7 separate regions of the Mus musculus genome follow, and all the other regions are linked to region 1. A link is a contact called in public HiCAR-type, HiChIP or PLAC-seq and promoter capture Hi-C data. All regions are on one chromosome and are shown on one strand. The core of a region is the stretch at or near the end of the contact, and the rest is flanking DNA. Distances in the headings are between cores, read along the strand shown. Region 1 holds the start of Cst3 (cystatin C). Region 2 holds the start of Pygb (brain glycogen phosphorylase). Region 3 holds the start of Entpd6 (ectonucleoside triphosphate diphosphohydrolase 6). Region 4 holds the start of Xrn2 (5'-3' exoribonuclease 2). Region 5 holds the start of Vsx1 (visual system homeobox 1). Region 6 overlaps Acss1 (acyl-CoA synthetase short-chain family member 1). Region 7 overlaps Acss1 (acyl-CoA synthetase short-chain family member 1).

What was found. Promoter capture Hi-C pulls out the DNA fragments that hold promoters and counts their contacts. HiCAR-type assays count read pairs that join an accessible place to other places. HiChIP or PLAC-seq counts read pairs in DNA pulled down with a chosen protein or histone mark.
Region 2: a contact with region 1 is called in an H3K27ac HiChIP or PLAC-seq map of bone marrow-derived dendritic cells, with 12 times the contacts expected there. The contact joins the promoter of Pygb here to the promoter of Cst3 in region 1. A contact is called at or near these places in 3 of 39 promoter capture datasets (cranial neural crest, hippocampal neurons and pre-B cells) and 4 of 115 datasets of contacts at active chromatin or transcription factors (bone marrow-derived dendritic cells, embryonic forebrain, extraembryonic endoderm stem cells and 1 more).
Region 3: a contact with region 1 is called in a promoter capture Hi-C map of neural stem cells. The contact joins the promoter of Entpd6 here to the promoter of Cst3 in region 1. A contact is called at or near these places in 12 of 39 promoter capture datasets (the 3T3-L1 cell line, 3T3-L1-derived adipocytes, the HPC-7 cell line and 8 more), 2 of 484 Hi-C or Micro-C datasets (CD4 T cells and LSK cells), 2 of 115 datasets of contacts at active chromatin or transcription factors (epiblast stem cells and large pre-B cells) and 2 of 9 other capture datasets (liver and macrophages).
Region 4: a contact with region 1 is called in a promoter capture Hi-C map of pre-B cells. The contact joins the promoter of Xrn2 here to the promoter of Cst3 in region 1. A contact is called at or near these places in 2 of 39 promoter capture datasets (the C10 cell line and pre-B cells) and 2 of 115 datasets of contacts at active chromatin or transcription factors (astrocytes and bone marrow-derived dendritic cells).
Region 5: a contact with region 1 is called in a promoter capture Hi-C map of hippocampal neurons, with 2.7 times the contacts expected there. The contact joins the promoter of Vsx1 here to the promoter of Cst3 in region 1. A contact is called at or near these places in 5 of 39 promoter capture datasets (the C10 cell line, cranial neural crest, hippocampal neurons and 1 more), 1 of 484 Hi-C or Micro-C datasets (B cells) and 2 of 115 datasets of contacts at active chromatin or transcription factors (bone marrow-derived dendritic cells and large pre-B cells).
Region 6: a HiCAR-type map of astrocytes shows a contact between it and region 1, with 8 times the contacts expected there. The contact joins the enhancer-like site here to the promoter of Cst3 in region 1. A contact is called at or near these places in 4 of 39 promoter capture datasets (the C10 cell line, cranial neural crest, hippocampal neurons and 1 more) and 3 of 115 datasets of contacts at active chromatin or transcription factors (astrocytes, bone marrow-derived dendritic cells and neural stem cells).
Region 7: a contact with region 1 is called in a promoter capture Hi-C map of the C10 cell line, with 7 times the contacts expected there. The contact joins the enhancer-like site here to the promoter of Cst3 in region 1. A contact is called at or near these places in 7 of 39 promoter capture datasets (the C10 cell line, the HPC-7 cell line, cranial neural crest and 4 more), 1 of 484 Hi-C or Micro-C datasets (B cells) and 1 of 115 datasets of contacts at active chromatin or transcription factors (bone marrow-derived dendritic cells).

The regions. Positions count from the first base shown.
Region 1 is chr2:148,873,782-148,877,616 of GRCm38.p6, reverse strand. It overlaps Cst3 (cystatin C), which reads left to right and starts at 2,105. Exons shown (of 3, transcript NM_009976.4): 1 at 2,105-2,464. The coding sequence starts at 2,240.
Region 2 is chr2:150,785,134-150,788,968 of GRCm38.p6, reverse strand. It overlaps Pygb (brain glycogen phosphorylase), which reads right to left and starts at 2,173. Exons shown (of 20, transcript NM_153781.1): 1 at 1,859-2,173. The coding sequence starts at 2,101. It overlaps Gm30141 (a long non-coding RNA gene), which reads left to right and starts at 2,217. Exons shown (of 3, transcript XR_375102.4): 1 at 2,217-2,998.
Region 3 is chr2:150,747,149-150,750,983 of GRCm38.p6, reverse strand. It overlaps Entpd6 (ectonucleoside triphosphate diphosphohydrolase 6), which reads right to left and starts at 1,903. Exons shown (of 14, transcript NM_172117.5): 1 at 1,751-1,903.
Region 4 is chr2:147,010,750-147,014,584 of GRCm38.p6, reverse strand. It overlaps Xrn2 (5'-3' exoribonuclease 2), which reads right to left and starts at 1,586. Exons shown (of 30, transcript NM_011917.3): 1 at 1,389-1,586. The coding sequence starts at 1,463.
Region 5 is chr2:150,687,013-150,690,847 of GRCm38.p6, reverse strand. Vsx1 (visual system homeobox 1) reads left to right here and starts at 1,711. Exons shown (of 5, transcript NM_054068.2): 1 at 1,711-2,332. The coding sequence starts at 1,888.
Region 6 is chr2:150,645,931-150,649,765 of GRCm38.p6, reverse strand. The region is part of intron 2 of Acss1 (acyl-CoA synthetase short-chain family member 1); the gene reads left to right. The region is part of intron 1 of Gm52532 (a long non-coding RNA gene); the gene reads right to left. Among named protein-coding and RNA genes, the nearest start is that of E130215H24Rik, 20 kb to the left of the region's middle. Within about 2 kb of position 1,670, at least 40 of the 459 cell types and tissues checked have an H3K27ac peak or open chromatin away from gene starts, as enhancers often do. A contact at or near this core is called in astrocytes and pre-B cells, where this site is marked.
Region 7 is chr2:150,622,484-150,626,318 of GRCm38.p6, reverse strand. It overlaps Acss1 (acyl-CoA synthetase short-chain family member 1), which reads left to right. Exons shown (of 14, transcript NM_080575.2): 9 at 1-106; 10 at 427-553; 11 at 1,202-1,329; 12 at 1,457-1,520. The region is part of intron 1 of Gm52532 (a long non-coding RNA gene); the gene reads right to left. Among named protein-coding and RNA genes, the nearest start is that of Gm52532, 9.3 kb to the right of the region's middle. Within about 2 kb of position 2,153, at least 1 of the 459 cell types and tissues checked has an H3K27ac peak or open chromatin away from gene starts, as enhancers often do.

The DNA.
Region 1 (3,835 bases), core at 856-3,355:
TGCCCCAGAGGGCCAGACACTGCTCTCACTACATGTTTACAGGAAGTCCAAGAATAGACAGAAAAATGAGCCTCCAGGGACAGATGGACTGGCAAGGGTCCAGTGGGCACCAACACGGACCAAAAAGGCACCAGGGAACTTTACAAGGTCAGCCACATGTGCTGAATTTGTGTGCACTCATTGAAATTATTTTATACACATAAAATAAGTCATATGTTAACAATACCTCACTCCTGGTAAGTCAGTGGAAACTATGTAACCTTCCAATCAGAGGGAAATCACAGACCCACAGTGAGGCTCCCTTAGGGGAGCAGCTCGAATAGACCTTGTGCTTGAATGTTCATCCTCAGCTGCCTGCCCTCTCACTAGCTTGTCCCATAGCCCTCAAGCCCCAGCCTTCCTCTAGCATCCACACAGCTGCCAGAGTTAGAGTCCTGGCCCTACCCCTTCCCTGCTTATGTAAACTTACCCCTTGCCAGTGTTCCTTGTTTCTAAACAGAAAAGCCCTGTTGGACCTCATCACCTAAGCAGGGGTCATTCCCTCTGACTGGTGCTATCTCCCTGGTCTAGGTGGAACTCCTCGACTGTTTGAATCCCAAAGGGATCTTTCAACTAATATCTACTGGCACCCATCTCTTGCTCCCCCTATCTCACTTTCTACAGAGCATTATAATCATCTGATCTTAATTATTGATCACCTCCCATACTACCACTAGCACAAACCTTAAACTTTAAAGCTTAAACCTTATGCAGTACTATAGCCACCAGCATCAGCAGTTAGCAGATGTGGAAAGGGGGGTCAGACTGAGTGAACATTGGTCCTAAATGTTACAAATATACACAGACTCTAAAGGATTACTATACACATTAAGGAATATAATCTGTTTCCTTAAGAGTTATTATTATATATTGAAATTACATTTGATAGGTTAAATAAAACGTATTAAAGACTTCAATATTTGGGTTTTGTTATCACTGATTTGTCTGTTTGTTTTTTAACAAGAGGGTCTCACTGTGTAGCCCTGTCTTCTCCTCCTCCTCCTCCTCCTCCTCCTCCTCCTCCTCCTCCTCCTCCTCCTCCTCCACCTCCTCCTCCACCTCCTCCCCCTCCCCCTCTCCCTCTCCCTCTCCCTCTCCCTCTCCCTCTCCCTCTCTCCCTCCCTCTCCCTCTCCCCCTCCCTCTCCCTCTCCCCCTCCCCCTCCTCCTCCTTCTTCTTTTTCTTCTAAGATTTCACTGTGTAGCCCTTGCTGGCCTGGAACCAGAGATGTAGACCAAGCTGGTCTTGAACACAGATCTACCTACTTCTGCCTTCCATGTACTGGAATTAAATACATGCGCCATCATACCCAGCCTCATACCGTAGTTTTTAACCTGTCTACTAGGAAGCATAAAAGACACATGGGTTCATCTTAGATGGATATACTGGGCAGCCTGTTACAATATCCATTCGGGGCTTGGCCTCCTGTGGTATCTCCAGGCCCTAGAGTGGCCTGGTCTAGGAAGAAGCCTAGGATGGTTTCTTTAAGGATAATGAGTAGTTACACAGAATGCTGCACACTTCCCCACTCCCCCAAGATCAATTTATTTTCCTTTGACAAGTATCTTAGGACAGGGCCTTCAGGAAAATGAAATAATAGCCCTGCTCCGAGCATTCCCACATAGTGACCCTGCTCTCCATCAAGTGATCGAGGCTGAACTTTGAAGATGCAGGAAATTAAAGACTCGTTGCCCTTTTCCTTTCTGGAGAAACAGGGTTCAGATGTCACTGGCATTTTAGGGTCCAGAGAGCAATGACCAACTTCTCTGGTGAAACCACACTTCATGAAACAGGGAACTTGGAGTAAAAGGGGAAGCTGTGGAAAAGGGCACAGAAGAGGAACTGGTAAGAACAGAAAGCTAAGAGTGAAGAAGGAAGGGAGAGGCGGGGCAGGGATGGGGGAGGGGAGGCTCAGCAGGGAATGGGAATCTGGCAGCTCTTTAAGAGGTATCTGACCTACAAGGCAAGAACAGACTAGCAGCTGACTGAAGCAGAGGGAGGGCGGGGCCGTTCGGAAGAGGAGGCGGGGCCCGCTAGGGGGCAGACGGAAAAGGGAGGGTGGCCGCCGGAAAAGGAGGAGCCAGGAGAGGCGGGCGGGTCCCTAACGCTCGCATTTGGGTAAAAGTCGCACGGAGTAGCAGCGTCTGTTCTGCACCAACTCAGAGTCTTGTTGGAGCTTTATCCCTTTGTCCTAGCCAACCATGGCCAGCCCGCTGCGCTCCTTGCTGTTCCTGCTGGCCGTCCTGGCCGTGGCCTGGGCGGCGACCCCAAAACAAGGCCCGCGAATGTTGGGAGCCCCGGAGGAGGCAGATGCCAATGAGGAAGGCGTGCGGCGAGCGTTGGACTTCGCTGTGAGCGAGTACAACAAGGGCAGCAACGATGCGTACCACAGCCGCGCCATACAGGTGGTGAGAGCTCGTAAGCAGGTACGTGTCCCTGCTGTCCCCTGCTCTCCCGACGTCTCCAGGCCGCTCCCACCCAGGCACCCCTAGCTAGGGCGCGGTTTGCATCTGCAGTTGTTAATCAACACCTTTGCTTCTTATGGGAGCGGTCCTCTCTCTTCCTTTCTTCTCTGGTCTACTCATTGTGTTAACATTCATCTTTTGTTTATTCTGGAACTCAGAAGAGCCCAGCGGGTGGGCCTCCTAGCTCTGTTTCCAAAAGGCCACCCAGAGAAGGTACTAAGGATGTAGGTCAAACGCTCCCTGGGCGGAGCTCACCTCCCTTAGCCGCCTGGGGTCAATGTCAACTGCTAATGATCTGGCTTCACTTAATCGCGCTACTTGAAACTCATTCTGACAGACGGCAGATTTCACCCCATCCTTCCAGTAAACACTTGGCCATGTTCCAATCTCCTTGCTCTACTCAGGAGCACGTGTACGTGGGTGTGTGTTTATAGTCACTTATTTTTGTGTATACTTTCAGAGTCAACACTTCCGGAAAACAAGGGCATTCTCTACATACCCAAGATTCCATTTGGAAAATTGGGAACCCACGAACACTCAGGTCCTTCACTCAAAGTCTCAGTTTGCTGGTCTCCACTATGGACTCTGCTAGCAAGGGCCATTTCTATCCAGTCTGGCAGCCTGTCTTTTTCTCTGAGCACTGCCTGTGCTGCCTTGCTGTTTTGGTAGCACTGTAGAATGGTCCAGACAGCTGTGGTGATCAGTCCTGTACCACACAGTCAGGCTCCCTTCAGCCATGACTCGGTTTGTGATGGGTGAACCTCAAAGCTAAACAACCCCTTGATGCTGCAGCCGTATTAGCTTGTACACAGTGTGGCCAGGGCACATTTCTCAGAAGGAGCCTCTATCCTTAAGGGACACATAACTGTGTAGATTGGTGTCTGAGTTTCTTGGCTGTCATGTTGGTGCAGGTCACCAGGCAGGTCCCCTTGTGTCTTCTCAGAAGGTGCTGTCTAGTTGTTCTAAGAAGCCTTGCTTCCCTCTTCTTGTGGCCCTGGAATATCCTCGGGATATCCCTCAGGGGTTTTGCTAATTACCCCCCAAGATAGCTCTAATCACCCTCCACCCACTGAGTAGATGGACAGACTACCTTAGACTTAGACTCTGACAGAGGAGCTAGCTGCAGGAGCTGCTAAAGCCCCAAAGTTGACCCAAAGGAAGCCCAGGTTTTAGACGACAAAGAGTTGTATGCCAGTGTGTAGAGCTCATTTCTACCTTCTCTTGAAAATACAAACGAGTTAAATCCTGCTCCATTTTTTTCTCCTGCTGCTGGGATCAACCTTGAGAAAACTCCACTTCCCAGCTGCCTTGGACCTTGAGGGCCAGTGCACC
Region 2 (3,835 bases), core at 924-3,423, 1.9 Mb before region 1:
TTTCCCTGGCAGTGATCCCAAGCCCTTGTTGCAATAACCTGTTTTAGCCATTTGGGGCCACTTCTTTAGAAGCTGCCTTGCATACTAACTATGAAGAAGCCCAACTAGCATTCTAACAGCCTGTCCTCAGCATCTTTATTTCAGGAAGGGAAAAAGCCCCAGAATGAGTTTGGAAAGCAATTAATTTTTACTCTTAGCAATTATCAAATATACTTTAATGCCCTATAAAAAAATTACTCTAAAAAGCTCTGTCACTAAGACAGCTGTTGGGTGCCCAGATTTCTTTTTTGTATGTTTGTTTGGTTTGGTTTTTTTGGCTTTTTTTGTTTGTTTGTTTGTTTTTCAAGACAGGGTTCCTCTGTATAGCCCTGGCTGTCCTGGAACTCACTCTGTAGACCAGGCTGGTCTTGAACTCAGAAATCTGCCTGTCTCTGCCTCCCAAGTGTGGGGATTAAAGGCGTGCGCCACCACCGCCCAGCTGGGTGCCCAGATTTCTATGGCAAATCAGATCATCACTAACTGGCCCCAGATAGGCAAGAGTTTTTTCCTTGCTAGTTTTCACTCTGTCTTAATACAAGATAGGCAGAATTCTCCATACCAAATGCAGAGAGAGAGAGAGAGAGAGAGAGAGAGAGAGAGAGAGAGAGAGAGAGAGAAATTCTTGCAACAGGGGATGTGTAAAAATATGATACCTGCATAAGCTTAAAAGCACCAGTATGTATTACTGACCCAGAGCCCTGTTTATGAGTGAAGCCACAAATGGTTTCGGATGAAATAAAAGCCACAAAATTGTGCAGCATACAAATATGCATACCTGTGTATTTAGGAACAGCAATTACCTGGAAACATAAACGGAACAGAATAAGGAGGACTGGGGGACCTGGTGGAGCTGGCACACGCCTTAATAATCCCAGCACTCTGGAGGCAGAGGCTGGTGGGTTTCCGTGGGTTTGAAGCCAGCTTAATTGCACAGAGTTAGCAGTCCAGCAGACAGAGCTGAGAAGTTTTGGGGGTTGGGGTGGTGAGAACTGTCAAAGGCTCCGTTCAGTGTATTTTGTTTTCCTACTAAGAATAAAGGTTTGCAAAACAGAAAAAATGCTACAACTTCTAAAGCAACTTGCTAACAAGTTTTGTCAAGGTGGAAACCTCAAAGGCAGCCTTCCCCACGAGGATTCCATCTTTGAGTTTCGGACCCTCTCCTGTTTCAGGCAGGCATTACAAGTGATTTTCTTCTCATCAGTCTCGGAGTAGGGGGTAGGGTGGGGAGCACGGGGCGGGGCAATTCCCTGCAGATTACTGATCTCACCCCTTTCCGACTCATAAAACTACCGGATCTAGTTCCAGTCCCCCATCTTCTTCGCTCGGGGCTGCAGAAAAACAAAAGGGGGAGGGGAGTGGGGGAGTAGAGGAAGCATGAACTCTGAAGCCATCTCGGAAGTCCACAGCTGGAAAACAGCCGGAAAATCCGCCGGCAAGAGCAGACCCCTAGAGCACTTCTCTGGGATGCGCAACTCCGCCGTGGGCAGAGGCCTGGCTCCATACAGCCAGATTCCAGACAACGTACCGGTGGGGGACTGACTGCGGTGGAAGACAAGGGGCCACTCAAAGCCATACTTAGGGACTGGGGACTGCGGGCCGGGGAGCAGGGGGATGGGTCTCAATTAAAACGAAACCCGAAAGAGAGGGTATGCACCGGTCCTTCGAAGGAGGATGCATAACTCTACTGTCTCTTCATTGGTCGCAGGTGACCGTGGTGCAACAGGGACCAGGCCCGTGGGCGATACTTGGGAGGGGGGGGGGGGCGGGACCCGCCCTGCCCTGGGCTCGGTCTCCCTCCCAGGGAGGGCGGGCTGCTCACCTTGGGGTCCCGCTCATAGTAATGCTGCTGCGTGCGGATCCAGCGGCCCACTAGGTGGTCGCGAACTGTGTGTGCCAGAGCGAAGAAGTAGTCGCGGGGCGTGGCCACATTGCGGTCCTTGACCAGCGTGAAATGCAGGTGTCTGTTGAAGCTCTTCCGCACCTCGGCCACGTCGCCCAGCCCCGCGATGCCACGCACGCTGATCTGCTTCTGCCTCTCACTGTCCGTCAACGGCTTCGCCATGGCGCCAGAAGAGGCAGAGGACAGGGTACGGCCCTGGAGCGAGCAGAGAAGACTCTAGCGCTGGGATGCTGCGGTGTCTCTGGCGCCAAGGACTGCAGCGGAGGCCGGCTCATACGGATTGCGCCTGCGCTTTGCGAGAGGGCCGGGCCCTGTGGATGGGCGTGGGCTGATCTGGAGGCGGAGCCTCGGAGAAAGAGCCCGTCAATCAGGCTGTTTCAGCCGGGAAGAGAACGTGGACGCTCGAGGGGAAATGGTTTATTCCTTTACTGGTGTGTCTGGGGCTGGAAAAACCGGACTGCAGCTTCCCCATACCTAAGATTTACCACTTTTATGAGGCAAAAGTAGAAACCGAACCAGTGGCTGCGCCTGCCACACTGGAAGGCAAACTCTTGCCATTCAGGGACTTCCTGGAGTTTCCGGGGCTGCAGGGACTGGCTCTGCACAGAATCACCAGATGCCCTTTTTAGGACTGCATTGGGTGCTCAGGTGTAGCTGAGCTCTGTTAAACGTTCAGAGAAGTGTGCACACGCTTGACAGACAGCCCCCAATACCTGCTGGGACTCGTCGCCAAGCTGACAGGTGGTTCTGAAAACACACGCAAGAAAAAAACGTTGTTTGTGCAAAAACTAAAAATTCATAAGTCATATCAATGTTTGTGCCTCCATGACACCACTTCAGCTCTGGAGAACAAACTGCATGGAACTCCTCAAAATACAAATCGCCAGTCTAGGCTGCAGTGACAAACACAAAAAATCTGCTGCAAATTAAGTATACAGCATTCTCTCCAAGGATGGGCAGAGGCTACTATCAATCACAACCTTTCTGGTTGTTAAAGAAAAATTCCATCCAGAAAGAAGTCAGCCATGCACAAGGAGAAGAAGGAGAAACATTTCATTGGTGAGCAGGGAAGCAAGCTGAGGTTCTGAAAGGGTTTAGGCCAGCCCAAATTTCTTACCGTTTATAGGTCAGGAGGCAACACTGCCTGCCTAGGGGACCATCTCAGAGTGGTCTCTGAATCCCTTAATCATTAAGGGAGTTTAGTTAGGAGTGTTTACAGCAACATAAATTGCAGAAACAAATGGTTTTATATAAGAATACATTATAATTTCAATAATATGTATCAGGCAGGTAGCAATAAAAAGGCATACAGGAATTGCAAATAACAGTAGTCTTGGACTGTAAAAGAACTTTTCTCTTAGCAAACTGTAAGAGGAGGTTCAGCATGACCTTAGTCCTCTGTGACAACCTTCCCTTCAGGCAGTTTTGGCAAATGTTTGTTTTCCAGATAAAGGGTGGGTGGTTTTTTTTTTTTTTTTTTTTTTTTAACAAGGCAGGACTCAACCTACCTAAGTAAAACTTTAATCCAATTGACTCCTACATAACCAGACACCAAGCTATCATAAAATTATACAGACATACATTCATACATGAATATATATAGTTTTTGAAGGAATACCCTATAGCTAGAGATCAGCCTCTCTGACAGAGACACATAACCCTTCACCATATGTGGGGAGCAGCTTTCAAAGCTGCCGCTTGGCACTCTTTCCCAGGGAGCTCTGGGATGAGACCCTCTGGTCATCGATATACAGTGCTGCCTCCTGTAAACTCCCTTGGCCCCAGAAGAACTGCCTTCCCTTGTTGTGGAGACGCTTTCCCCACATAGTGAGGTCAGTGACTTGCCTTCATTTGCCTCTTTAGGTTAGCTGATGGGGATGCAGACGGTCCTGCTTA
Region 3 (3,835 bases), core at 654-3,153, 1.9 Mb before region 1:
TGAAGTGTTTGTCCACAGCTAAGGGGTAGTGCACGAAGGACTACTTTTCTCTAGCTACGTCTCACACCCAGTGGTGGTATACTGATCAGACTCCCAAAAAGCTCACCGAGAACAGCTCAACCTTAGTTTGCACTTTGCCGAACAGCGTTTGCAGAAGCAGCAGCTTGAACTACAGCCAAGTGGAGAATGAGCAGGAAGTGGACCGGAACAGGAAGCAGCACACAGAGGCAAGCAGAGGTGACTTGGGGAGGTCCACCTCCTGTCAGGTAGATGCGGGAGTCAGAGAATGTTAGAGGGCGAGCGAGGAGGGGAGGCTAGATCTCAGAAATAGGCTCCATCTGATTCAAACTGGCAGCTGCCAGATCTTTTCAGGTTTGCATTAAAAGACAGGAACCAAGCTATGTGGGAAATGACTGCTGCACATGCTACACATGTGTCCAAAAATAAAGCATATTAACAAAGCATCATGTATTTCTCCTGGTAGTTGTAGAAAGAAAAAAAAACACATATATCTATATCTATATCTATATCTATATGTATATAGATATAGATATAGATAGATGAACAGTCCGGTGAAGACTGCCTCCTCCTGATTCTTTTGCAGGGTGCTATGCCTGCATGGGCCAGTAGGTTCTTCCAGACCTAAGTACACAGAGAGAGAGCTGTGTAACTCTCAGGTTCGTTCTGTCCATGAGGCTCCAGATGGGACTCAGATACACACCATCTTAGTCTACACTTCTTCCAGGGCAGGAGAAGGGGGGCGGGCAATATTCAGACTTACCTTTATGCTTGCTGCATTATTTTCAAGGACATTGTTAAAACGCTGGTAACAGGGATGGGGAAACCTCCCCTCAACGCTAGGTATTCAGCCCCCTTCATGGCTCTGCAGCACCCCAGGAGAGATCCTGTAATCACATTCCTCTGCCTCTCCCTAGGGAAGCTCCTTCCTCACTGTCTGAGAGTTTCCTATTCTGGCTATGAGCATTCCCTACGCCCCTCACCACACAGGATCTGCAGAGACACAAAAGGACCAGGTATTTTCAGGTGACTGATTTTTTTTTGGGGGGGGGGGGATATACTCTCAGGGTGAAGGGCTGTGTCCACTGTGACCTACTCAGCAATGTTGTCTCAAAACCAATTACTTCCTGATGCTTTTAAAATAAAAATGTGTTCTCACTGACTCCCTGTCCTACATTCTGGGTGTCTACATCTGGACCTTTCTCTCTCCTTTAACCTGAAGCACCTGTGGCCACACACCAACTCAGGTGGAACCACCCTGACCCCTGGTAAGTTCTTCCATGTCACCACCGTTCCCACCTTCCACACAATCAGAACACAGGGTTTCCCCGGTTTCCTGAGCCTCCCAGTTGGGCTATCCAGTGCAGAAGGGGAGGCGCCTGGGCCTGGTTCTGCTGGGGGCGGGTCAGCACAAGCCAGCAGAATGAATGGACGCGGCAGGGCTGTGGGCTACACTCGGGCAGAGACCCCTGCTGCTTGGCCTACAGCATAGCTCACGAGTCCCACGGTGTGTTGTAGACGTGCGAGGGCTACGCAGCAGGGTCGGAAAGACAGCCAGTTGAATGGACCGAGAGCGCAAGTGACCCCGAGGCCTCCCCCCGGAGCTGTCTCCGGGCCCAGGGAGGTATCAGGCATTGGAACTGCACCACGGGGAACCCCGTCCCTCGCGCGCGTGGGGAGACCAACCGTAGTCAGTCCTCCGGGCCAAGCACATTTCGCTGGCCCCGCTTACCCTGCACGGCTCCCTCGGCCCCGCAGGAGAGGTAGTGGCGTAGCCGGAGGCAGACAGCGACCACACACCGCGCGCCCAGCTCTCCAGCGCCGGTCCGCGTCAACAGAGCCTTAACGCGTGGAAGCAAACCCCAGCAGACGCCGAGAAGCTGTCTCCGCCTACGTGCACTTTGCGTCACCGGGTGGGCAGGACGGCGTTGATGCGCGTGTGCCATGGCGTTTGCCAGCCACGCAGGCGCAATAGCCATGTGCTCTTTGGGTGTTTATTTTTCTTTCTGCCAGTAGGGGGCTCTGGAGCTCCTGCTTATCTTGGATCCTTCTAACAAGTCCTGAGGTGTGGGAGGAACAGAGCCTTGTCTTGACTAGAGTAGGAGTTACTTCAATCTCATCCATCACCTCGTCCTTCTGTAGGCTTTCCTCCTGCATCCCTCCACACCCGAGTTGCTTCTTTTACTTTCAAGGGAATTCGTGATAGGATATGCATTCACAATAGAGAATGCGGTGCTATCAAGCGTCCTTTATCCTTGGCCATATTTTCTGATGTCTTCCTAGAAGCCACAAGGTTGTCAGCTCCTAACTGCAGCGAGACTCTGGATGTATGTCCCTAATTCATTTGTCTGAATATCTCCCAAGTTGTCTTTTCCCCACCGAACCAGGACTCCGCTTCTTCCTGCCCACGTGATGGCATCTATACATTGGGGTGCAGGACACTGGTCTTGTTCCTGGAGGACATCCCTGTCTATCGGCTGGGAAAGCCTAAAAGCAAGGATTTCTAATGAAAAGATGGGGTACTCAGGGAGTGAGTGGGTGGATGCTAACCACAGAGTGCGGGGATACTGTGTGAGAGTAGGGTTGGCAATCGCTATTAGTCCCGCGAAACTATTGTAAACAGCATGTGAGCAGCTCATTGGACCTTGCCTTGTCTCACTTTAATAAAACCACCAAGATCTGATTACAACGGAAGTCTATATGGTCTCTTATTTGGCGGATCTTAAAAGCTCTCCCCTCCCCACTTCCCTGGCTGTTTTGTTGTACATAGCACTACAGCATCCCAAGGACTGACTATCTTGCTACTCACTATGGATGTGCTGTGGGAGAGAGTCTTAGTATTGGAATTGGCTATGATAAACTATATGCTCTTTGAATACAACTCCAGAGATACGACTCAATTTTCTCTTCAGTTATTGTACTAATTAACACTCTTACAAATAATGTGTGAAAGCATGGGTTCCCCACGTCTTCAACGGTGGAGTCCTTCCAAACGCTGGGTTCTTTGCTAACTTGTAGTAGAAAAACTGCACCTCACAGTTTTGACTTAATTTTCTAGTGTTTTGAAGTTTGTTCGTGGACCTGTAAGGACCCTGCTTCTGTCTTCTGCCTTCACATCTTTTACCATCTTCTCCACTTTCACAATACTTCTCTCAAATTCTCTAGAATTTTTGTCTTAGTTTTTACAAGTGGTCATACTCACTACTTGGAAAGCTATTCTCTCAGGCATTTCCTTTTGTAGATCTTTTCTCACTTTTAAAATAACATAATGCCACCTTCTCAGACTGTTTCATTTACAGTGGACCTCTCCGAGCTATTCTCTACCATTCTTTGTGTATTTCCTTCACAGTATAAGTCATGCCCAACAGTTTGTTCTCTGTTTTACTACTGAAGTGTAAGCTTCCCAAGAGCAAATGATGTCATCTGCTCTGAGCAATAGTGCTTGCCCAGCACCTGGTATTTGCATATAAGGAGCCTACAACCTGACCCTGCCTATGGTATAGACATTCTAATGGTAGTAAAGAGATCCCATTATGACTGCCATTTCTTTGCAGTTCTCTTTAGTGCTTATGACAGCCAGCACAATCTAGATGGCAAAGGAGATAAAGGCTAACTTTCCCAGAAGCAACTACAGCCAAGTTCTCTGTTGTCTTGGAACAACCTTCGGCAACATCTTGAGCAGGAGGGAGCTTGAGAAAGAGTTCTTATTGAAACAGTGTCTTCTCCAGTGCTTTAGTTCAGAACATTAAGAGTCCTCTTAATAAACGAATAAAATCCAGAGTGGTCTGCTTTTCAAATTCTGAGGTACAAGTAGATG
Region 4 (3,835 bases), core at 337-2,836, 1.9 Mb after region 1:
ACACTGCTTCTATCGAAGCTTGTATGGTCAAAGGTTTGACAATCTTGAATGAGAACTAAAATGTACAGGGGAACCAAAAAGTTAAACAGCTGGGGGGGGGGGTGCGGGGAAATAACATCAATCTTAGAAATAGAAATGATACTTTGTATAGGCGATAGAATTTTTGTTTGTTTTGCAAGAGGGTCTCATTACGTAAGCCTTGGTTTGCTTTGAACTCTGTGTATATCTGGCTGACCTCCAAAACTCAAGCCTACCTCTCTCCCAAGTGCTGGGAGTAAAAGTATGTGCCACGCCTTGGCCCGATATACGTTTAAACGAGTTCTCCGTTAAATTACAAATTTTACCGTCAGATTTATGGATTAGCATTAGAAAAACTGGGGTGGTGGTGAATAAATAGCTAATTCCTCTTCTACCCAAAATTAGATAGACCTAAAACCGATAAATCAAACTTAACCATATTAAGAGACACAACCAAAACAGTTCAAAGTGTCTGTTACGAAAAAGTGGCTCTCCCTTTGGAAGACCCCCCCCCCCCAGGAGAACACAATGTTTATAAAGAAATAATGGTTCAGCTTAGCAATTTGTCTTTGGAGAACACAAAAATATACTAGGATTGTCACCAAAACAAAGCTTTTGGTTTCTTCTAAGACAGGAAGTGAGAAAGTAAATAACTTCAGCGGGAGAAATAGGTTCTTGGAGAGAGGCGGTTCTAAAGCCGAAAGTGGGAGGGGACACATGTGCCCGGAACTTTTCCAATCCAGAAATTCTAACTTAGAGTACAAAGTCGAACTCGACAGAATTACGCGAACGACAAAAGCAACACTCACGAATCGGAACGACTTAAAAGTCTGCCTGTAAACTAGCAAACTAACGGAGGCAGGAAGTGAAACACAGCGAGCTGCCCGGCATTCGTACAGCAAAGCCCGCCAGGGAGAAAGAGCGCTCCCCTAGCCTAGTCCTTCGTAACTAGCTGCTGCCCGCGCACGCTTAACTGCAACAAATGGCCAGGCTCGGGTGGAAAACAAGCGATCCAGCCAACGGGAACTCCGGGCTCAAGACAGTGGACCAACCAGCGGTCCCTACCCTGCCAACCTTGCTGCCCGCGCTAGGGGGGCTGACTAGCCTGGGCGCCCTTTGGAGCTCAGTGAGCGGCGCGGAGGGAACAAAGCCGTGGGCGGAGCCTGGGGTGCCCCGCTTCGCAGGCGGGGGAGGAGCCGCCCAAGCCCCCAAAGCCCCCTACTCGCCCTCGCTCCGCCCAGACCGCCTCCGGAACCGCGAACCCGCGAAGCGGCCCGTGAGGCAGCTTGGGGCGGGCGCCCATCCCCGAGGGCCTCGGCCTAGACCTGCCACGCCGGGTCCCCACTCCGGCGTACTGGCCGCCTCCTCACCTTCTCCTCCACGCAGTTGACAATGATGGACGGGTACTTGCGGCTGAGCCAGCGGAAGAACGCCGGGACTCCCATGACCAGCGGGCAGCTCGAAACAGCAGCCGGGCCAGCGGGAGAGTGTAACCAACGAGACTAGCAGGAGCGGCAGCCGCGGGCACCAGCACTTCCTCCCACGTGCGTTCAGCGGCCGGAAGTTACGTCATACCACCACCGCGGGGGATGCAGGGAAAGGAGCTCGGTTAAGTGGAAGTTCATTTAGACTGCCGGAGTGGAGGCCCGGCTGGGCGAGCTGTAGACCTGGCTCGCCGCGTTCTCTGGTAAAGCCTTTGAGAGCCGACTCCTGGCGGATGCCTTCTCCGGCAATCCAGCCAAGAGCGCCGGCCACATTAGGCCCGCAGCCGCAAAGTCCTTGTGTGGCCGAGACTTTGGAAAGGCGTGGCCTATCTTACTTCCTTTCTCACAATCAGTCTTGAGCTGAATAGAAGCATCTACACTCTAGTTTCCATTTCCTGGTTTCTCTCATTTCTATGCTGCTGTGCCTGGCCGAACTATGAAAAAGCATCCTCAAGTGTTTTGCAATTTTTTTTTAAAATCTGCTTTGCATAAGCAACTTTTTAAAAATATGTTTAAGATTTATTTTTAGTTACGCAATGTGTGTATATGTACATGTGGCTTTGTGAACGAGTGCTGGTACCTGTGGAGGCCAGAGGTTTCAAATCCCCTGGAGCTGGAGTTACAAACAGCAGTATTCAGCCTGCTGTGGCTGCCAGCAATCAAACTCTACTTTGGAAAAACAGCATGAACGCTTTACTGCTGAGCCATCTCTCAGCCCAACGAGGTCACTTTAAACAGTTGCAGAGTCTAGCCAAAATTTGCTAATATCACGTTCTAGCATTTATTGAGTACCTGTGATGTGCTTAGGCAAGGAACTAAAGAATTTTCTTATTTAATCACCAGTTGAGCCTTCTGTGCTGGCTGGCCGTGTCATTTGGGTGACTCCAGTGTAAAAAATATTCTCCAAACAGAAAAAGCAGTTTATTAGATTACGTGCATGCAGCAGGCAGGAAAGTAAAAAGCTAAAAGGGGCTTGTTTTGAGGAAGCCTGTTTCTATGTGGGCAGTAACAGCCTGGCCTTGAGGCAGTGATTGTTTGCCTGAGTCAGGCACAGTGTAACAACTCCACCCATCCTGTGGTCTTGCTCTACCGTTTTTGGGGGGGGTTTGGTTTTTTGTTTTTGTAACACAGATAACGGGTTATCAAAGAGCTAAATTGCTTGCTTATTCATACTGCTTGTATTTCACTTTAACCAAGGGTCATTTAATCCTCTGTTCTCAACCAACATGATATTTGTATCCCTTCTTTTCTGGTGGCTTCAAATGTACCCTGTCATATCCCCCATCCCACCTGCAGCATATGAAAGAAGTCTAGAAAGAGGAGGGAGGTATCTGCCCATTTGCTCAAGCTTGAAAGTCTCTTCCCTGAATCCCCCCTAGGCCTGACAAATCACAATCACAAAGGCTCACCTTAAGAGACCTCTAAAGTGTTTCTCTGCTGCTTGTCAGGCAGTAAAGGTTGCCCCTTCCTCAATGGTTTAATGACTTCATTTAAATGCTAATGTAGAGGTAACTTAAATGCTTAGAGAGGTAGCTAGCCTATGTTTAGTTTTAGAATAGTGTATATATACACATATGTGTGTGTACACGTATATGTGTTTGTGTGTGTGTGTTTAAGAATATTATTTGGAAATAGCCCCTTCTTAAGAGTTTGTGTCCTCTGGGATGTGCTATGTTCTTTTTTTTTTTTTTTTTTTTTTTGGTTTTTCGAGACAGGGTTTCTCTGTATAGCCCTGGCTGTCCTGGAGCTCACTTTGTAGACCAGGCTGGCCTCGAACTCCAGAAATCCGCCTGCCTCTGCCTCCCGAGTGCTGGGATTAAAGGCGTGCGCCACCACGCCCGGCTGTGCTATGTTCTTATATGAACACAAATTCATAGGCAGTTGGATAGGAGCAGGCAGCTTGCTACATTGAGCCCCTCCCCCAGAGTCCATCACAAGTGGTTTTGAACTTTGAAATGTAAAAAGAAGGCAAAGCTGCATAAAATGATAAGCACCGAAACTTCCTAGTCTGGCAAAGAGGCCACACACCAGTAATCCTAGCACTAAAACGGCTGAAGAGGCAGGAGAGTAGCCTGGGTCAAAAAACAAAGGAAATATACAGGAACATGCTAGTCTACAGTGTTAGGCTGGAACCCCTGGTCATCCCTCTGCACAAGCTGGGAAACCCTATTTGCCCTCCTTCCCCACCTCTAGCCCCTGCCACTCAGAAAAAATTCCCCCACCTACTTGGAAAGAACTCCCAGCTAACAGGTCACCATGCCTTGTCTCCATGTTTCCCACAACGCACCCAAGAGTGCCTGCCCAGAGACTCAGTTTTTGACCATATGTAGACA
Region 5 (3,835 bases), core at 462-2,961, 1.8 Mb before region 1:
TGGGGAGTCTGTCATCTGGGTGACCTTCCACCCTGAGGTAGAATCTAGGAGAGCGCAGGACCTTGGCTACAGGCAGTGGCCAGGTCTCTGCAGCCTCTTCTGTTTGAGGTGATCCGGGCTGAGTCACCTATTCTGGCTACAAAAGAGTGCACTCCTAGTGAGTATCTTTCTTAGCTGCAAGCCGAAATTTGGATTTACGAAGGCACACAGCTGCTAATTGGCAAGTCTCTATATTTCTGATGTCTTCCCCTAAATCTAGAGGTGAATTTTGAGCAACATTCCTGGCAGACCTGAAAAGATTTCTCCCCACTCATCCACCCCTCTAGCGAGTGACTCAATGGACAATTATCCCGAAGGAAAGTTACTGGCTTGCTAATCCGGGAGAACAGCTTGGAGGGGAGATTTGGGTCTTCTTTTAATAATGGAAAGTTAATGCGCAGCCTCTTGTTATTGTCTTTCTTAGAGCCCCTTGTTTAATCCTCTGGCTTAGTGGTGGCGCCCTCAAACAGTGAAGACAGCAAGGGAGATGCGCTGTGTGGGGCTCTGACGGGGTTCCAGGTGGAGGAAGCCCAGCCACGGCTCCGTAGGTCCCCCAAAATTGCAGCTCGGCTATCTGTCCGCCTGATTTGGAAGCCAGGCAATTTCCAGAAGCACAAGCGAGCAGGGGCCCCAAGAGAGGGTAGGCGTCTGGGCTGGAGACTGAGTCAGAAGGGCTGGCCCAGAGTTGTTTGTTTGTTTATATGCAATGATTTTTTGTTTGTTTGTTTTTATGTAGGTCTGTGTGAGGGGGTCAGATCCCCTGGCACTGGCGTTACAGACAGTTGTAAGCTGCCCTGTGGGTCCCCTGCAAGAGTGGTCAGTGCTTTTAACCATTGAGCCACTTCTCCACCCTCCCACCCCCACCTATGCGTTTTAATTAGCTCCAGTTTCAACAAATTTGGAATTCCTACGTGCCAGTCAGGTTGCCTTTGACTAATCATAAATCCGAACGGTAGTTTGTTAGTCTCCGTGAGTAGTTCCACATCCCTGACCTCATTTAGGATCGCTGAATCAAATATGGTACACCGTTATACTAAAACAATAGCCATTGCTCACGTGAAATTAAATTTTCACTGGGTTGTGTATATTTCTGTTAAGCCTGTCCAAGGTTTTAGTCCTCCCAGTCCACATCTCCCTCTCCTCCTATCTCCTGCCCCTTCGCAGCACCAAGCCAGTTTGGGCCTGTATTGCACTCTACTGTCCAGCCCTTAAAGATCCAGTGAGGGAAGAGTTTTTGGCTGTAGATTGGCCGGCGGTGGGTTAAATACAAAATGTCAAGTTTTCTTCAGGGATTTTCAGACTGGGTGCTGGAGTTGAAGAGACTGGCCAGTGTAGTCTGGGTGGTAGTGGTGTGTGTGTGTGTGTGTGTGTGTGTGTGTGTGTGTGTGTGCGCGCGCGCGCGCGCTTCGGAACCGTCCCTAGATCTTACAGGTTAGTGGGGAGTGTGAGGTTTTTGAAGGCCAGGGGTGTCCAGAAGAGAGACCCATTACGAATGTGGAACTTGTGGGTTTCATAGGAGAGGGGAGACAACACAACCCTTGTTGCTCACTTTTCTTCTCGTTCCAGAGAATGGAGGTGGGGTGGGTAAGGGACAGCTGGAGAGAGAAAGGGGTGGCTAGGAAGACTGCAGCTGGGAGGCCAACAACTCAGGGGAGGGGAGCTGATGGCGCCTGAACCTGCTGGTGGGAGCTTGGATGCGTCTGCTCCCTGCTGATTGGCGCCTTCTAGGCTGTCTAGGTCTCAGGGACAGCTTCTCCAGCATAAAAGGGGTCGCCTAGAGCTAGCCTCTTCTGCACAGGTGGCCAGAGAGGACTCAACTCCGGCTCCTAGCCTAGAGGACTGAGAAGCATGACTGGACGGGATGGGCTTTCGGATGCGCGCTCCAGGAGTAGAGCCCTGGCGCCAGGCTGTCCTCCCACCGGCTCTCGCCTTCGAAGCTTTGCCATCAATGACCTGCTGGGATTGGAGGCAGACCTGCCAACTCCGGCGGAGCCTGGGCTAAGATCCAACAGCGGAGATCCAGCGGAGGCAATAGGGTCGGGACCGGGACCGGGGCCAGGACTCTGCGGCTCCTGCCCTGCTCGCGGGGCTCTCCCGCTGGGCCTGGGGCTCCTCTGCGGCTTCGGGGCGCAGCCCCCTTCCGCTGCCGCCGCCGCTCGTGCGCGCTGCCTGCTCCTCGCCGACCTGCGGCTTCTGCCATCTGCAGGACCCGAGCCTGCTGTCGCCCAGGGCCCGGTCCACCCGCCGCCTGCGCTCGGCAGCCAGCAGCGCAGCGAGAGCGTCTCCACGTCGGGTAATTTAGTCAATGCTTCCCGCCTCCAACCCTTCAAAGGTCCAGAAGCACCTGGGTTACCTGCTCGCTCCCAGAGAGATCTCAGTCCTTGCAGACCCCTGCACCTCCTGCCGATTTCTCCCGCAGCCTCTCCTCCCAAGCCCCATTACCAAGCCCCATTACCGCAGGTGGGAACAGCCACCAAGGGTTCCGATGGATCTTGTGACCATCTCTCAGCCCCTTTCTCTCAGCACTTAGTACCAGTTTTGGGTGGCGGATAATCCGGAGGACCGGTGTCTATGTCTTGCATCCCTAAGGCAGAGTGGAGAGAACTGACTGGTAGTTTAAGAAGCTGGGTGGTAAGCTGAACTCTCGGCCTCACCCGGTGCTGAGAAGGAAGTTCTGGGTCTCTAGCCTCTCTCTCTTTATCGCCTTCTACCCAATACCGGCAGGTGAGAGAAGCCATCCACTCACTCTGGTGTAGTTAGGTAGATTCACATTCGGTTCGGGGTCTACTTATTTTTCTAGGGGAGGAGGAAATCTTGGCGCATTGTGGGAAAAGAGAAGGAAGCAAAGACATTCTTTCCACGGGGCAAAAAACTGAGAGCCCAGGGATGCGAGCTCCAGGGGAGAGAATTATGCAAGAACCCAAAACAACAAAACCACGGACCCAACGAAACTGTCCTACAGAACACGGGGCTAGGATAGCAGAGTGGATGGAGCCCGTAGAGCACAGAGGGGCTGGCCAGGGTCTCTGAAGGATGAGACGAAACCCTCTACTTGTTGTGCCCTTAAACGCCCCCTCCAAAAAGCTATCTTCATAGGGTGGCTTCTTTCTTCTCCTAATATTAATAAAGGGAAAGGTGAAATGCAAGTCCAAAGTTTTATACTGCGAAGGTATTTCCTGCAGAAACAGCATCATGTGACTGGTGAGAAATCCTGTCAGCTTAAAAGAAAAAAGAGATGGTTGACATTAATTTAAATACTAGATTGTAAATCCAACATATGCAAATATTATCATTTCCATGAATCAATATAAAACTATTTTACTTTGGGAGAAATTAAATCTTCCAGACTCACAAGTCTGCCACAAGTCTCTGCGGCCACTTCTCATGCCTTTTCCTCATTACAAGTATCACTGGCTCCGGATACTTCAAAGCACATCCTAGAATATTATAATCCAAATATGCTGTTTTGTGGTGATATCATTAATATAAAAACAAAATTGGTGTTATTTCGTTACTTTTGTCTACTCATTTTTAAAAAAATGGTGGGCAATTCTGTTTTCAAACAACGAATCTGATAATAGTTTGGCTTTTAGCTTTTCTTACCCTGAGATTTTTTGATATGTTGAATATGGGTAGATAACCTCACAGTTGAATGGTATTGTTTTCAGGGGAATTTATACATTACTGAGACATGTGTGTCATGGGTGCACAAGCTTCCTGGGCTATGTCTCTAGGATTCGTGCATCAGGGCAGGGTGAGTTTTGACAAAGATTTGATGTCACAAATCCTGCCTTTC
Region 6 (3,835 bases), core at 421-2,920, 1.8 Mb before region 1:
AACCAGGAACAGGAATCGACAGAACTGGAATAAGAAGAGGCTTGTGGTTGCTCTTCCCCACCTCCCAGGTAGTAAATAGAAATTATATGACTGACGAGTTTTTTAATGATGGGGGAAAAGCTTAGTTTAAGTTATTTATATAGACATTCTCACAGAGGTTGGAGGACACAGGCTGTTTTGAGGAGCGTCCTGGGGCAGCAAGACAAGTTTACTTAAGAATCCATACCACTGATTCTGTACTTAGCTTTCAACACCTTGTTTAGGGAGCCTGAATGGGGGTTTGAAATCAGCCGAGCTACAGGACTGTCTTCCCAAGAAAGCTGCTTTTGGAATACTTGCCAGCGTGACAAGGTCATAGGAGCTGTCTCTCCTTCTCTCCTTCCCCAAGCTGCTTCAAGAGGCAGGGAGAGCACCCAGGCTAGATTTGACTCCTGGAGTGTCTGCTGGAATAAATATTTCCCAGAGACCATTCTCTAAGTGTCAAACTGCAGTGCTCTGTGGACTCACAGGAAAGCCTCAATAGAGACTGACTCCCAGCTTGTGCCTAGTCTGGAACTTTCGGTGGGTCCTCAGCTTCTCTGTTTTGCCACAAGAACTTGCGAAGAGTGATTGCTGGATTGTCACCAGGTGGCATTTCTCATTTTCCATGTTTTTCACTGCAACTCATTCATATACCATGTTCTACAGTGTGAGTTGCACTGAAAAAACATAGAAAATGAGAAACGCACAGTGTAAAACATGGTATATCAGTGAGTTTCAATGGAAAATGAGAAGCACACAGTGTAAAACTTGGTATATAAAGGAGTTACAATGGGAAATGGAAACATCCTGTGGGTTTGTCAGTTTTTTTTTTTTTTAATTACCGGGAAAGTGATTGTTTTTAGAAAATTAATAGCTACATTCACTTTCGCGTCTCACTAGGAAAAGGACTCCCTGTGTGGTTTTGGAGCAGTAAACAAGTCTGCCATCCAGGGTGGAGTGTTCTTCCAGGCCCAGCTGCTTTTGCTGGCTTCCATGCTGGGATCCCACCAGCTCTTTGGGCTTCCAGCCTGCAGGGAGCCTCTTGAGTGCTTATTGCGTTAGCACTTGCCTCCTCTGGGATGTGTGAGCTGCGCTTTGGGCCAGGAAGGAAGAGAACTTCTTTTTCATAAACGGGAGGTGAACAAGAGAAAATCAGTCCATAGCGAGAACAGTCTTTTTCGGGTCTGACTGGATACTTCTATCCTGCGGGGGTATAATTTTGGCTGACAGCCTGCTGGCTTTGGTCAGGCACGTGGGATGTGACCTGACATGGCCGGGGCAATCCCAGGGACAGAAGGTGCTGACTGTGGTGCTATGCTTCTCCCCTGTACCTCTCCTCCATTCTGTTGGTACAAAGAAATCTAGCTTCCAGGGCGGTCGACTTCAATCCGTTCTTTTACCAACTTCCCCAATCTCCAGAAGGTTTATTTTTAAATTATGAGCATTGCGTGTCTCTGCGTATGGATGTACCTGTGAGTGGAGGTGCTCAGAGACTCCAGAGGCTTTGGATCCTCTGTGGAGCTGGAGTCACAAGTGTGACAGTCCTATGTGGGTACTGGGACCTGGACTTGGGTTCTGTGCAGGACCCGTATGCTCTTTTAACTGCTGAGCCATCTCCTTAGTCCCTAACTTCCCTTTTGAACAAATCTGCTTCTGTTTCCCTTCCTTCCCATCGTCTGCACCGGGGAATGGAACTCAGTGCTCACACGTGCTCAGCATAGGCTGTCTCCACTCAGCCTAGTCCTCTTATAAAACAAATAAGCATTTAAAAGCAAACTAGCTCAAGAGGAACGGTAATAACATTATTGTGCTGATGGGGGAAATCTTGATTTGGGAGACACTTTATATTAGGAAGAATGGAAATTATCGTGGTACCAAGGTTCCTGAGGAGCGCTGGGTAAGCGCCAGGCTTTTAGAGCTAGCTCACGCTTGAGTTCACATCCGGCTCTAATTTGTTTGGTTGAATAACTCCGAGAAAAAAAAAACAGCTTAACTTTCATGTGACTCAGTTTCCTTGTATGGAGAAAGAGAGCTCAGAGCCCACAGATCGTTTGGCAGTTGAAGTTTAAGTCTTGACTGTTGTTCCCCACCCCACGCCCTACCCCTGCCACCCTGAGAGACCCATCTGTCAACAGTACTGTGTGCAGCCTATGGTGGTAAAAGGTAGTAGACTCTTCAAGAAGTAAAGTCTACTGGGAGGTCTTTAGGTCATTGTGGGCATGTTCTTGAAGGAGATATTGGGATTTTAGTGTGTCCCCCTCCCCCTTCCTTTCCTCTTTCTCCCTGTCACCCTGACATGGAAGGCTTCATCATATACTCTCACTGTGATGTACTGAGCCTCCACTACAGGTCCAGAGCAACAGAAATAACCATGAAATAATAAATAAGTATGAAACCAAGAACCCAAAACAAACCTTTTCTTTTACTACGGTGATTGTCTCAGGTAGTTTGTTTCGGTGACAGAAAGCTATTACAAAAGTTCTTCTGTCTGAAGGCTCGGAACAATTCTGGGTACAGGGCATACTACTGCTGTTAGTTATTGCTCTTATAAGGCAGGAAGAAAATGAGAAATTGAGTTAGGGAACCAGCCATTTTAGGCTGAGGTGGTACAAGGTGATGGATCACCCTGATGCTAGCACCATGCTGGGAGAGGCTTCCTGTGCTCACACTGGGAAGCGAGTGTGGCTGGAGGGGGAGGGGGGTAGCACATAGCAGGTGGGTGGTGTTGGTTGTACCAATGATATACGGTTGGCCTGCCTTCTTCTAGGTCTCTCTCAACCTCAGGCCCCAGTGAATGTCTGGACCTCAAAGGGCAGCAGCTGTCTTGTGGTTGATCATGCACCCTTCTTAGATCTGCCCCCGCTATTGTGCCGGCTAGTGACCACAAAGCAGGTGGATTGCTCAGAGCCCCCACAGACCCTTAGGTCACATTTCCTTAGAGCCAAAGATCAGATCCTGCAAAGTACCTAGGACAAACTGGCATTTTGTGTTCTCCTTCCTGGGAAAGAGACCCGTGAGCGCCTGCCTCTGCTAAGGAGTCATCAGAGAATTAAGGGTGTGAGCCGCCAGTGGTAGGGTGCTTGCCTTGCATGTGTAAGGCTCTGGCTTCTAGCCACAGAACAGTGTGTAAACATTTATCTCTAAAACTGTCTGTTTTAATAAATAAAGTTAACTGTGTGTGCAGGTCAGTGATAGAGCGATTGCCTTATATGTGTGAAGTCTCCAGGGTGCAATACCCAGTGTAGAAAAAGAAAAGGGCAGTTATGGAACTGTCTGCATTCACTCTTTGCCCACCTCTTAGCCCATTTTCTGTAATGATAGCTGCTATCTATGGGACGCCTTTAAAGATGCTTGGGACATCAGTCACAGTTAGGACCTGCAGTCCCCTTAGTGCTGGACTCTTTTATAAGGTCATTTATTCCAAAGCATGGGGAGCCTATTAGGATCTTGTTACATTAGCTTTTCTTGGGTAGATATGTCTGCTTGCTTATGGTAGATGGGGCAAAGCAACAGTTCTACTCCAGGCTAGTGTGGTGAAATAATGTTTATTAGAGTTATTTATAGAATCATGGGAGAGGGGTTTGTTACAGGAGCAGAAGCGATCCCCCCTCCACCCCAAACGTTTGCCATCACTGAAAAGTGCCACTTCAGCGTGCATGGCTACTTTTCAAACTCTATACACTGCTAGCACCCTCAAGATCACAAGCAGCTAGGGGAGAATTGCATAATCTGGGTCTGGGAAAGGGGGTGGTGCAGGAGGGAGGGGCTGGGGTCTCTAGTGAAGGTATAAAATTACTCCTTTCTATGAGAGAAC
Region 7 (3,835 bases), core at 904-3,403, 1.7 Mb before region 1:
AGGCATCTGCATTGCACCACGGCCCTCGGAAGATGGGGCAGAGATCCTCCCGGGCATGGCCATGAGGCCGTTTTTTGGCATCGTTCCTGTACTCATGGATGAGAAGGTGTGAGGGTTTTGCACATAAGGCATTGCTACTCATCTGGCAAGCCTTCTACCCCCTGGTTTCTGTCCTTTGCTAAGGTGCAGGGTCTAGTCCCTGGAGTAAAGGCCAGGTCCTCACACATGCCCCCCAGCCCTTTCTTAAACAACACTGCTAATGACTGCTGCAAACCAGGGCTCTCATCAAACTTTGTCAGGAGGAAAGCTCTGGACAGTTCTATCCAGTGCTTCATATTTCCTGTGTCGGGTCAAGCCGATAGTCAATTCTTTGACTTTCTCCCAGGGCTGGCCAGGTCTCTCATGAATGTCTCTCTCCATCTGTAGGGCAATGTTTTGGAGGGTGGAGATGTCTCTGGGGCCTTGTGTATTTCCCAAGCTTGGCCAGGCATGGCAAGGACCATCTATGGTGACCACCAGAGGTTCGTAGATGCCTACTTCAGAGCGTACCCAGGTGAGCAGCTAGGGTAGATCCCAGTGTCTTCTCCAGGGATTCCTGGAGTCTTGTTTCTATAGATAGGGGATCTGGTTAAATTCATGGCAGCTCTGTGAAAGTGAGTCTGTCTCTGGACCCTCCCTTTACTTCTCAGGCCTTCTTTATCTTGGTTGGGAGATCGGGTGGGCATGCGGACCCTGTGTAAGGGCCAGGATGAACATGAGTATATCCATGGCTCTGGCCTGGGATGGACATCATAGAAGATAATGGGGAAGAAATGAGTGATAAGACATGATTGGGAAGCTGTCACAGAGGCTGGGTGTTCCATAGTTTACATTCCCATTCTTCTCAACGTTTCTTTTGGGTCCTGGGTTGGAAGTTTGTGTGGCTGCCGAGGTCTCTGCCTTGCTGGAGGTAGCAACTTTCAGTCTCAAGGTTACAGCTGCCATTCATCTTTATGAGCATCCCTGCTGTTTTCTGTTTTCTGGACATTAACATTCTTGACATCATTCATATGACGTAGACTCCGTGCCACTTGCCCTCTCATTAGACCACTGAGAGAGATGTTTATTTGTTGGTTGTTGGAGGGAGATAACAGGTTAGGAACTTGGACTGTGCCGGGCCTGACTCAGAGCCCCTGGCCTTGGATGCCTCACTACTGTGTAGGTTATTACTTCACTGGAGACGGAGCTCACCGGACAGAGGGTGGCTATTACCAGATCACGGGGCGCATGGATGATGTCATCAATATCAGTGGTCATCGCCTGGGGACTGCAGAGATTGAGGATGCAATGGTAAGCTAAGCCCAGCCTGCCTTTTACTTTGCCTGGTATTCTCATGATGCATCTGTTGATCTCAGAGTCGGGATGGGAATGTAAACCCCAAGTCATCTCAGGGCCTTTTGCCCTCTGTTCTGCACAGGCTGACCATCCCGCTGTTCCAGAGACTGCTGTCATTGGGTACCCTCATGATATCAAAGGAGAAGGTGAGTGTCCCCCCTTCTTTCTATAGTGGAGGATCATGTGCAGCAGGGTGCCCCAATAAAAAGACAACAGAATACAGTCACAGGGCCTTATGGGCTATACTGTTACCTTCCTGATGAGGACACTGATCAAGGTAATAGTCTAAGATACAAAATGCCCAGATTTACTGACCTTTAAGGACATTCAGCCATAAGAAACCATGATATATTTGGACCCTAGCTGAGCCTGAGAAGTCTCCTCTGTTTCCAGTATCTCTAACTGGGGCACTTTCTAAGCCACATACATATCCTCCTGCCCACCCACCCGCTTGGTTTCAGCACTCGTGCCAGCTCTGTAGCTGCTATACCTGTGCACTAGGCTATGCCCTAGAGCAGTCCGTGTGCTTCCCTGAGATGCTGGGGAAACTTGACATCCCATAGCATAATTGACATGGGAAGGGAGGGCAGAGTAAATTACCAGAATGTTCTTAAATCAATGATATATTTAAAAGAAAATTTCCCCAGAGCCAGCTGATTCCCAAGTGGCTGTGTCTAGAAAGGACACTTGAGTGTTGCAATGGCAGACTCTGTGGCCTGGTGTGACATGGCCATATTCTAAGCACCTATGAGGTCATTTCTACACAAAATGACCTTGTATGCCCTGTGAAGTGGCCTGGGATTGAGTGTTCTCTCTCCTCTTAGGGACATTCTGTGTTACAGTGTGCTCCAAGTGTCACCCGACTCTTGTCTACACTTATGTGCTGTTGTAACACGCATGCTTAACCAAACATTTAACCTTTTTCATGTCCCAGCTAGAAACCAAGCCCTCAAACATGCTAAGCATGCAGTCTACTACCGAGCTCCACCACAGTACCTTAGATACTGCCTTTCTTTCTCTTTGATATCTTTATTTAATGTCTATGGATGTTTTGCCTGCATGTATATCTGTGCATCACGTGTGTGGTACTTGCAGAGGTAGAGAGATGGGGTATTGGATCTCCTGGAACTGGATTTATGGATGGTTATTAGCTGACGTGTAAATTCTGAGAATGGGACTTCTGTCTTCTGGAAGAGTAGCCAGTGTTCTTAACTGCTAAGCCGTCGCTCCAGTCCCATTAGATACTTTCTTTGAACTGACTTGTTGCAAAATTTAAAAATCAATCAAGTGCTTCAAAAACAACATCCTTAGAAACCATAGAACTGAGGTGCCTGTGGCTTTGCTATTGGAACAAAGGCATGTGGGAGAGCTGTTTGGGACACCTTCCAGCCGAGGCAATGTCTAGATATCATCAAGAAGGGAGTGGGGTAACAGTGGGAACAGTTCCTCATGGGTAACTGTGAAGGTACCTCATTTGCATAGGGATCTGGACCCACTTCTGGGGTCCCTGCATTTGATATCTCCATAGTTCAAGGATCTTCAGTGCCCTGGTAGACTCCCACCATTTGGAAGCTGTGAAGGTTCAATGTTCCCAAGTCCCAAGACAGTGCCAATACTTCAGTCCTGACTGAACCCGAGAGGGCAAAAAGTGCTGAAAGTGGCCTGTGACCCCAGCCACCTTCTGCCTTGTCCTTGGGGGTCTATCAGCCCTTGGGTGAACCCTAGAAAATAGGAACAAGGTCAAGGAAGCTGCATTGCAGCTGGATAGCTTTAGATGGGATAGGCTATGTGTTGGGTTGTGCTCTGTCTCAGCTGTTCTGCCTGCATGTGGGTTCTTCAAGGGCACTCCCAGTGTGGTGTCTGATGCTTAGCATTCTCTCTGAGTCCTCTGGCCTCTGTACTCCAGCATCAGCTTTCAGCATCAGGTATTGCCAGCCCTTCAGTGCCTGCAGGGCTGGGAGGGAAATTTACATATAGTGTGATGCTACTGGTTTCGAACAGATTTGTACTTCATGAATAACCTATTCACAGTTCTTAGTGTCAAGCTGCTTGAACACATTTGGAGTTTGTCCTCACTTCCTCCAAGCACTCGTGGGTCTAGTTTGTCGAGGACCTGAAGCTTTGGCTAGATTCTAGTGCTCTGGCTCTTAACCTGCTCTTCCACAGCCCTTCATCCCTGCCTCAGGAATCAGCAATCCAGGTCTGTCTTCACAGTCCCCTCAGCTGCTGTGGTTGTACCAGCTTGCAATCCCACCAGCAATGGAGGAGTGTTCCTCTTTCTCCACATCCTCTCCAGAATCTGCTGTCCTGAGTTTTTTATCTTAGCCATTCTGACTGGTGTGAGGTGGAATCTCAAGCTCCACTATGTTCATAGCAGCCTTATTTATTATATCCAGAAGCTAGAAAGAACCCAGATGTCCTTCAACAGAGGAATGGATACAGAAACTGTGGTACATTTACA